2 separate regions of the Rattus norvegicus genome follow, and region 1 is linked to region 2. The links are chromatin contacts, called in public Hi-C maps. All regions are on one chromosome and are shown on one strand. Each heading gives the region's core, a stretch centred on a gene start, on an enhancer-like site or on the middle of the called end of the contact. The rest is flanking DNA. Distances are from core to core; before and after follow the strand shown. Region 1 holds the start of Dock5 (dedicator of cytokinesis 5). Region 2 holds the start of Cdca2 (cell division cycle associated 2).

Region 1 (4,939 bases), core at 655-3,154, 220 kb after region 2:
ACACCCCCCTCCACACACACACACACACACACACGAAAACTCATGCCTGACTTGAGTGCATAGTCTGTGCTTCAACATCCACACCTACCTGCATCTGCTGTGTTTAGCGAAGTAAATGTCCCAGATTACACCCTGGAACAACTTTGCTAAGCTCTGTCCCCTGGAAACACTATTCAATCGCTTTCAATGCCCTCTGATAAATAACCAAAAACCTGACTACAAAATATGGGAAAATGCAGGAAACATTCTTACTCCTGTGCCTATGACTATATACAGCACACCATCGGAAACATACTTGCTGGGAACAACTTGTAACCCAGGTTAAAGTTAGAAAGCATGTCTTATTCATTAACTAGTACTCTATACTGCTTAAATAAATTAATGTCCTCTTGTGGTGCAGAAGATGGAAGCCAGGGCATGCTCTCTGATTGTCACATATTTCACTTACACAATGACCAGCTACTTACTAGCAGGTATCTAGCCAAGTACTTATCAAGGATAAGTCAAGACCTGGTGATCTGGGACTGAAGAAACCTCACCTATCCATATGGCCTGCAGCCATGCGGAGGAGCAAAAATTCTAAAAGTAAAGCCAAATTAAAAAAAATGTTTTGGGAATATACACATAGATATATATTTGCAGGCTTTCAATCTGCATCAAATTATAATATACTAAGGACGGAATTAATAATATACTAAAGCCTGAGTTCTGAGTCCCGGTTACATAGGCACATAGGATTATGTGTCTGAAATGAGTTTAGATGTCACAGCAGACTAATAACTTTAGGCAGTGTTCTTGCAGGTCTGGGATGTGAAGGAAAAGAGGTGCACTGACAGAACGAATTAAGGGATTACATTTCAATCGTGCCAACTGGGTGGACCTGGGAGAAAGTGATAGAATTCTCACACAACACATTTGTTTATCCCAGAGGCTCCATTTAAAGTCCAATTGTCATGGCAATCGTCCTGCTAAAGGTGAGTGCTTCCTCCCTGACCTGGCTCAATGAAAAGTGAAAGTGGAAAGTTTTCCCACCTGGGTCCAATCTCTCAACGCCACGGTTTCAGATCCAAACCCAGAGGCCAGAGTTCAGAAATGACGCTGGAGCGCTAGCGTACTGTGAACACAAACGCCACGCGCTAGCGCCGGACCTACCCCTTTCCTGCCCCTTAGGGAAGCTGTGTCACACCTCTCCCTCTATGCTAGTAGGTCAGATGGCTGTTCTCACACACAGCCCCCGGACCCTCTTGCCCTCCTTCCCACGCCACACACTTCCTGCCTCTTCCATCACCTCCACTGGCAGCTTCGGCTTCCCATTTTGTCTCTGACTGCTGTCGGGACTGGGACTGCAGTCTTAGGGAGGGAGGGAGGGAAGGAGAGGGACTTAGGGGCTTCCGAGTGGGATCTGGGAAAGGACGCTCGCAAAGCACACCATCCCACGTGCGGCCCTCGCTGACCACCTACGGCAGTGGGGACCCCGCGCGCTCCCACAGTGCGCGCCACTAGAGTTGGGGTTCGGACGGGGAAGGATCTGAGTCCCCAAGCCTAAAAGCACTTTTACATCAGAGCGGGTTGAAATCTCGGGGTTGCAGCACCGGGACCGAGTAGCCGAGTGTGCGCCAGCTCCGCGGGGCCAAAGTGGACTCAGTGGCGCTCAGACGAGGGTGGGGCGGGGCAAGCACTCACCAACCCCGTACTTCTGCCTCTTGGTAGGGATCCAACGGGCCATGGCGACGACTTCGCCCCGCGGCGCTAGCGGCTACAGCCACTCGTGCTCGGAGCGCCCCAGCGCCGGTCGGACTCCTCCGCCATGTTCGGGCAAAACTTGGGCGACTTTGGCGCGCCGGCCGCGTCCACGCCGTCCCGCCTCGCTTGCGCCCGGTGCCCCGCACGCACGCCCGCTCGCCCGCGGTCACCTGCTGGGGCCGGCGGTCGTGCAGCCCTGCGCGCCCTCCCCGGCGCCGCCTCGGCTCCTCCCGCTGGCCGCGCCCTCTGCGCCCCGGGGCCGCCCGCCTCCCCCGCCGGCTCCGCCTCGCCCGGCTGGAGCCGCAGCCGGGAGCCGCCCGCCTTGTCTTCCCAGCGTCCGCTCTGCGAATCCCCAGCGCTCCCGGGCTGCGCTGCGGAGCGCGGAGGAGGAGCTGGTGAGAGTTACTGGTCGCCTCCGGACCTCAATAAATATTTGTTGAATGAATGAGCCGTGTGCTCCCGCCTTCGCCTCCGGGAGCGTCTGCAGCAGCCCTGAGAGCCGGAAGCCGAGCTTCAAGGTCCGCAGGGAACTGTTGAAGGGGACCGGGGCGCTTCGGAAGTATCCAATCTAGGGGACCCTCTGTTAGGACACTTGACAAAGCTCAACTCTGGAAACCCCAAACACAGGGACTTATTTCTCCCAGTTGGAGCAACTCAAACTTTCACACTAGGGGAAGAAGTCTGCTCTAAGAGGTTCCCCTTTCCAAATGACTCCCTGCCCAGAAGGCTTCCTTGTGTGGAGGACGCCAGAACATCTACCACCCCTGACAATCCCCTTTCCGGGTCCTTTTCCAGCCTGGGACTGAGGACTCCAAAAGGCAGCTGTGTGTTGAACTGCTCAGGGGTGCGCTTGGCGCCCTCTGCCTGCGGGTAGACGCGCTTCCCCCTTGGAGAGGCCTTCAGAATGAAGTAGAAGCTACTTAGTAAAGGGACACCTCACACTTAGAAGTAAAATATCAAACTAACTAACCAGTTAGCTTCGCCATCTGAAAAAAAAAATACCTCATGCGGGAAATTGTGTTGTTTTTGGGATCTGTGAATGTGAAGGCTTTCTTGCCAGTTTGGAACCTGACAAGAACAGAACGTGTAATTAAAACACAGTAAAAGACAGTAACGCTTGATTAGAGATGAGTGAACTCTGGTGACTTTTTGCAAACCATGTCTGAATATTTTTTTTTAATCCTGGTTTTCCTCCTGAGAAAGTAAGTTATGAACTTGGAGCCCTGGTTGAAAGAAACATAATAGGTACCCATTATGTGCCTCGGCCGTCTTAAAGTGGTTCGGTCACAACTTTTTTAAATGTCAATTTTTATTCTTGATAAGGGCGAATTTAAAGTTAAGCATGATTACATAATGTGTCATTTATTCCCTTTGTAATTTAAAGTTACATGTTCATTGTGTACGAAATACTGAGTGCTTAAAAAATATAAAATCACCAAAGAATTTAAGCAGTAGGAAAACAACCAACCAAACTACAAACTGAGCTATGTACTAAACAGTTCTCAAAGGAAGAAATTAAAAATGGCTAAGGAAACACTCTAAAAAAGAAAGAAAAAGTTCCAATAGGAATCTATTTATAATACGCAGCAAGACTTATTTCCATCAGTGTAGACCTGACATCCACAAAGATTTCCACCATCTTCCCAAAATAACTTCTTGGTCAGTGACTTAACCACCCAGGTTAGATAATTTCTTCTTCCTTCCTCCATAAGTGACCTACTATGTGTTGGGCACTGTTCCTGGAATGGAGTTTCAGCAATGAGGTAAATGACACTCCTACCTTCACGCAGCAGTTGGAAGAAGTTAAGACTTGAAATGCATACCAAAGGAGGCTAGGCCCCCAGAGAGAAACACTAGCCAGGAGCGTGGGGAGTATGGGTGCCAGAGATTTACACAGACGCATCTGGAAAGACATCTGAGATAAGGAGAGACTGAAAGGCAGAACTACCGGAAGTGAGAATGACCCCATGATAAAAAAAGGGAAGTGTTCTGGACTGCCTGAAAGGCAAACGCAAAGGCCACGGAGCAGGTCTAACAGGCTCCAAACTGGCAGAGTCCTGGACAGTGAATGATGGGAGTTAGACAGGAAACTTGGTTCAAGAGGCAGAAGTAAAGGCCATGACCCGGACGAGGACTTCCTGTGTTATTACAAATTCTAAAGGTTTTGAGCTTGTGTTGGTGGGGATACCAGACACTTTCCAATTGTTTCTGCTGTGCTGTGAACCAACTCTAAAGGGCTAAGGGTGTCAGTTTAATGGAGACAGCCTGGGATGGTAGGCAGTTGTGAAAAGGGCCGGGAGTTCTAGACATAAAGTGAAGGGGGCGCCAACTAGACAGTGCCAGCAGAGAGGGATTCTCAGTGAAGCTTACTGGCCTCTCTGCTTTAGCAACAAGTGATTCTGGAAAAAGCATGGGGGAAAAAAGTGCTTCTATTTTGTTGCTTTTGGGTTTTCATTTTGCTTTGTTTGTTTGTTTTGTTATTTTGTAATCTTTTCTCACTCGGTATTCACATAGGCTCTATAAACCTTGGCTTTGGGGTGTGAGGAGCAAAGTATGACCCCGGTCTTGAACGACTAGTGATCACGGCTGCCATTTTTATTGTTGATCTTCCATGATATCATCCTTGTTCATATTCTGTTTTGGATCAAAGTTTTCCTTTGAATATTTTCAAGGACTTTAACTTCCTCACCCTTTCTCTGCTCAGCCACTGCTCCCCCTAGACCCTTAGGAGCTGTCAACCTTGGTCTGGAATATAGATCTGGGCTGCCCTGGAGCAGGAGCTACCCAGATTTCCCTCAGTCACCTATGTGCAGGGAAATGAATCTTTGTTCTTTAAGCAAGCTTCCCCCCTCCCCCAACATTTAATCCAGGCTAGAGTGTTAATCCGTTTACTCTGTGGAATTTGGTTTCAACCAGTATCATTTCAATTGATTCATGCTTTGGTGTCCTTATACGTTCTTTCCAAAACTCCAGGTTTGAATTTGAACTCAGGAGATTTCAGGCTTTGCAACCATTGATTGCTTTTAAGAGAGTTGGAGGAAAATAGAAAAAAAAAATCCAGTGTGTTTTTTCTTTTCCCTCTACTGACTGAAGTCCACCCACTTTTGTTATATCAGATGGTTCTATTCTCAGTTTGAAAGTCCACTTAAATCATAAAAGCGCAGCTATTCAAAGTCTTGTTATTAAAATGAGGTTT
Region 2 (5,202 bases), core at 2,601-5,100:
ATCTCTGATTGCTTAATCAAAGGCTGAACAGGCAATGACTGGGCAGAGGAGAAAGGCTGGAGCTCCTATCCCAGGCAGGGGTCGAAGAAAATTGCCAGTAGAAAGAGTTGGCCTTGAGGCAGGTGAGGGTCCAGGAAGAGAGGAAGAACCACAAGGGGAAAAATTGTGGGGAGACCATGTAGGTCACCAGGAGCACTGACATGAGGACACACGAGAAGAGAGCAAGGCAGGCTAGATTCAAACTGCAAGTAACACAGGGCCTGGTGCTAGGATGTATATAGGTTAGACCCTCAGACCCTGCCCGGTGTAGGCTTACAACTTGTTAATAAAAACACCAGGTCTGTTCCTTTTATTTAGGAGCTATATGGGCTAAAGTGGGCGTAGAGGCACCCTGCAGATATCTGGGAGCAAAAGTAGGCATAGAAACCTCCCCCAAAAATACTCGTCTAGGTACATGTTTTCTAAAATCTTAATTTCCTCTTAAAAAATGCAATCCTCCTTACTGGTAAGACATTGTTCAGTTTCAGTGGTAGGTTCAGTGTCTATGTCATTACAAGCCTGACAAACCACAATTTTTCTATCAGTCGTTCTATCAAGTAAAAATGATGTTCTGTAAAAAAGCAGCCAGGTCAGCACACACAACTCGATCACACACATTTCTAGAAACTTCTGAAATGTTTGATGCAGACTTTTTACTTCATTATATACAATAATTGAGGAGTGGGATATAGCAGTGAAGTTCATCATTTTTAATTCTTCAAAGACATTTAAAAAACTAAAACTATTTTCTCTGAGTGACCAGAATTTAGTAAAATTAGAAGAACAGTTTGACTTCATGGAACTTCAAAACGGGACTCAGGGAAACCCCAAGGTTGTTTTATTAGTGAACAGGAAATTGTCTTGTGCACAGACCACATTGCACAGCACAAGAAGGAAGTGGAAACAACACAAGTGAATGGCTCTAGAGTAAGAATGGTTTCCTTCGCAGGGTGATAGGCGGGACCTGTATCTTTCCTAAGTCTTTAACTATTTCACCTGCTAGGGCATGCACTAGTTTAATAACATCTGAAAAACCAGGAGCTAAGCACACCAGAAGACAAGCCATTGTTTCTCTTTCTCCTCTGCCCAACCAGTAGTTATGAAAACACTAGAAATAGAGAAAAGCCACAGGAAGAAAACACCCAAGGGATGGGAGCTTTCCTCATTCCATGAAAATTTTACAAAACAGAAATCCTCTCCAGAAAGCCATTTCTGTAAAGACCACTAATCTCACTAAAGTTACACACCCAGCAAGTGTGTTACCTGCACAGTCCCTGCAAGACAGGGAAGGCAGTCTCCCCCAAGGTCTGAGTAGAAAAGTGCTAGAAAGTAGAAACCTTGACGAGTAAAACCATTTCCCTCACAAAACTCAGGAGCGTGCGGGAGGAAACATACCTCTAAGTAGGGATCGCGGGCCATTGGAGACCTTACAGCCTTCTTCAGGCTTCGCTGCTGAGCTATGAAGCGGATCAAACAGTTTGTTTCTGGAGAGCCCCGCACACCAACCGTAGAACGGCGTCTGTTCTTCTGAAGGGAAGATGATGACTTTCCTGCAACAAAACACTCCCATAAATCAGAACGGAACATGGCAATGGCTGGGTCCTGTGCTGGTGATGGGTCACCATAAGAGACAAAACAGAGTCCACACATGTAACAGAAAATTTAGTGAAGAGCTACTGGCAACGCTGCACGAACTGTCACTTGACCACTGATTCAACTCACGTTTCTAGATCAGCACTTGGCACACAGAAGGCCACAAATACTCCTTTAGTTTTCATTTGTGCCCCATAGCTCCAATACATAGAGAGGGCAGGAGTAACAGCTCGATGCTAAGACTCTCCTCTTGTTTATAGCAACAACCATGCACCTAAACTACAGTATGTTGTGGTTTCACTTACTGTAGCCATCCGGACTTGAAAGTATCACACGGGAACAGTTTAAAGCGTACCATTGCAAGCAGCACACAATCCACTATCTACCAACATCTAACCCTGACATGAATCTCCTGAATGGGCATGCTATATACCCTAAGGTCACTCTCTGGCTATCTGGCTGTGAGAGAGTCACTGTTTGGTACAGTAACTGTGTTCTTGCAAACGTTATTTTATTTTGGCCAACCCTGGCCTCAAGAGCAGTGATACTAGCAATTCAGCTAAGCTAAGAAGTGCTTCCTGTAAGGGCCCATAGGGTATTTGAGTAGAGAGAGAATAGTTTGTAATGGTCAAGCTTGATTCTAAACTCAACTAGTTTGAGGACATCTTGGATAGGGTGTGTTTCTAAGAGCCTGTCCACAGAGAAGTAGGCCACATCTCTTACTGTGGCCAATTTATAAATTAAGCATGATCATTGGTATGTATGCGTAGCAAAAATTATCTTTATTTTATGATTTATTCATAGTTTTAGTTCTAAAAACTTGCTGCAGCCCTTGGAACAGAGCTTCCATATAAGTTAGGACTGGTGAGACACACTGCTCATATTTTTTCAAAATTCTTTTTACTCTGGGATAAGCTACTTCACCTTCAGCATGCCATCCTGAATTTTGCTCACACAGCTATGTACACAAAAATGGATCTAGTCTTTAATGTGATAATTCGGAGCAATGCAGAATGAGTGTCACTTTGGCTTTGCCTAGTTCATGCCTTACACAGTATCACGGTGTGATTGGCTCCCCCAGTGTCTCATTATCCTTCTTTATAATCACTGTTCTAGAACCCAAAGGACTCTCTTCCTATATTTCCTTTGACATTGGGAATTTCATTCCTGAGGTTGAAGAAAACCAATATCTGGGTCTTTCTGTTTGGGATTTTTGAACGAGGCACAAAGCCTTGTCCCTTTTAACTTTCTTAACTGCCTTTCAACTTCCTCTGATTTTGAAATACACTGGTGGGCACAAAGCACAACTGATTCAGAAACTGTGTCATATTGGAAGCCCTAGGACTTTTTGATCCCTGCTATATTTGCTGAAAAGTCTCCCCAAACAAGCAAGTCTGCATGGTCAGTATAAATACACACAGAAAGAGTCAGACAGTATAACATGTATAATTCAGGACTACTAGAGTTATTGTTAAACTTGAAAAACTATACAAGAGCTTCTCTTACCTGAAGGGGTCTTAACAAAGCTTTCAGGTGTAATTCCCAACTGCTCTACGGTTACTGTGGAGAAGTCCAAAGGTGACTTAAAGGTATCAGGGGTGCAAAGATTAGGAGTCATGTCTGCTGCATGCTTCTGAGGGGTCACAAGCGGCCCGGTACCCAAGATAAAAAAGTCATTTTCTGAAAACGGAAAACACGTTGGAGGGTTAAACAATACATTAAAACACTCAAACCTTCCACTTAACGAGGGCAACAGGTCACCACATACCAGAATTATGACGGACACACTCCTTGGATTCAGAGAGAGGCTTGTTGTGTGAACTCGTATCCATCTGGAAGATGAGGAAGTTAAAGAATAAAATGTAAAAAATCTCACTACAAGCCAAAAAGAATGCGACGGAACTCTAACGCAATTAATACCACGGGAATACAAGCTGGAACGTTCTGATTAAAGAAACGGCGGGAGGTAGTATTGACTAAACAAAGCGGACCGAAATGATTTGTCCCGGCTTTGCATCCCTGAACCCCGGACGCATAGCAAGCCTACCTCTCCCGCCCGGGCCCCGCGCGTTCCCTCAGACGACTACGACAAGCGTCGCGGAGGCTCCGTTTCAGAGAGCACCAGAGGCCCGGGAAGAACCGGGAGGGCTTCCTGCAGGTCGCTGCACACCTGGACACACCACGTCCGGAGGAGGCGATCAAGCTCCGCTTGCCCGCCAGCAAATTCAAACCGCGGCCACGCCCCCGCGGAGGGATCTTGCGGAACGGTGGCCCACGTGTGTGTGCATCCCGCTCCCTCCAGACCTTACTCTCGTGCTCTCGGACGGAGCAGGGAGACTCTGTGTGTTCCGGAAGAATCACAGACAGCCATGAAATGACCCTGGAGAGACGAAGCTGAGGCAAAAAGGTGTACTGGGGACTACCGGTGAGTTCCGCGGAGCAATACTTCAGTTGCGAACAAATCCCGCCTCTAACCTTGGATTGGCTGCTGGAAACTTCGAAAATGAATCACCTGACCAATCGTGACAGAACCGCCGGATAGTTTACTCTATTAGCCAATCCAGATACCAACCGTTACCTCGGTGGGTGGGTGTAGTAGGAGGAGCTAAAGCCCAGCGAGGAGTTGACTGGTATATGGGACTTTGGCGTCCCGCCTCTTCCTTCTCTTTATGCAAATAAGCACTCCTACACTCCGACGTGCGCCTGCTCAGTAACGCTTAGAGCGGCCCTTTGCCAGTAGCTTCTGTTCTGATTCGCAGATACTCCTTTCCGTCAACCAGCTTTCAGCCTCTCTTTCCTTTCACCGCCGTCTAGTATTACTCTGAGCCCACCCTCCAACCGAACGCTGATTGGCTTAATGCTGGCCAGTGCGGTCCGTTGATTGGCGCAGGTCAGTGTCAATCTGGGCGCGCGGTTGGGGGAAGGGCCGCTAGCAGGCTGAGGAGCCTAGGGGCGGGGTGGGAAGGAGGATCGGCCAACCCTGGGGTGTGGGACAGAGGGTGCGTGCGTGAGGAGTGTGGGGCCGACCAGGAAGGTGGCGAAGGGCGGAGAGTCCGGGTGGGAGGCGGGAGGGGTCTCGCGGGCGCGGAGCGCGGCGGGTGGCGGGCCGGGAGAGAGGGTGGCGGCTCCCTCAGGACCCGGCGCGGGCGGAGCGATGCGGCGGGTCACGCTGTTCTTGAACGGCAGCCCGAGGAACGGCAAGGTAAGCGGCAGCGGGGGCGCGACCCGGGGACCCCCGCAGCCTCCGACAGCCCCGGGCAGCTCGGCCACCGGAGCTCCGAGGCGCCGCTGTCACCTGAGCAGCTGGCCGAGGTCCCCTCCCATCTTCCCGCTGCGCCCTCCAGTCCTTATCCGTGCTGAGTAATGCTCAGCCTGGGGAGGAGGCAGTGATCACAGAGGCGAGTGACCCTGGCCAGGTCGGGAGAAGGAAACTCCAGGGGACAGTCGAGTGACATCCTCAGAATGAGGACCTGGTCTGGACCGCTTTCCTCATCTCTCAGGGTGCCCCGGGCCCCTTGCCCCACCACTGTGCAAACTTTTATACACGTTTTATTGTGTCGCCTTGTTTTG

What was found. Hi-C and Micro-C count contacts between places; a contact is called where the count stands out from the background.
Region 1: a contact with region 2 is called in a Hi-C map of liver, with 3 times the contacts expected there. The contact joins the promoter of Dock5 here to the promoter of Cdca2 in region 2. A contact is called at or near these places in 7 of 12 Hi-C or Micro-C datasets (the Rat2 cell line, Schwann cells, frontal cortex and 3 more) and 1 of 1 datasets of contacts at active chromatin or transcription factors (oligodendrocytes).

Annotation. Positions count from the first base shown.
Region 1 is chr15:46,332,138-46,337,076 of GRCr8, forward strand. It overlaps Dock5 (dedicator of cytokinesis 5), which reads right to left and starts at 1,905. Exons shown (of 52, transcript NM_001372012.1): 1 at 1,684-1,905. The coding sequence starts at 1,726.
Region 2 is chr15:46,113,176-46,118,377 of GRCr8, forward strand. Cdca2 (cell division cycle associated 2) reads right to left here and starts at 3,851. Exons shown (of 15, transcript NM_001107273.1): 1 at 3,680-3,851; 2 at 3,401-3,464; 3 at 3,139-3,312; 4 at 1,435-1,589. The coding sequence starts at 3,464. It overlaps Kctd9 (potassium channel tetramerization domain containing 9), which reads left to right and starts at 4,712. Exons shown (of 12, transcript NM_001108871.1): 1 at 4,712-4,834. The coding sequence starts at 4,787.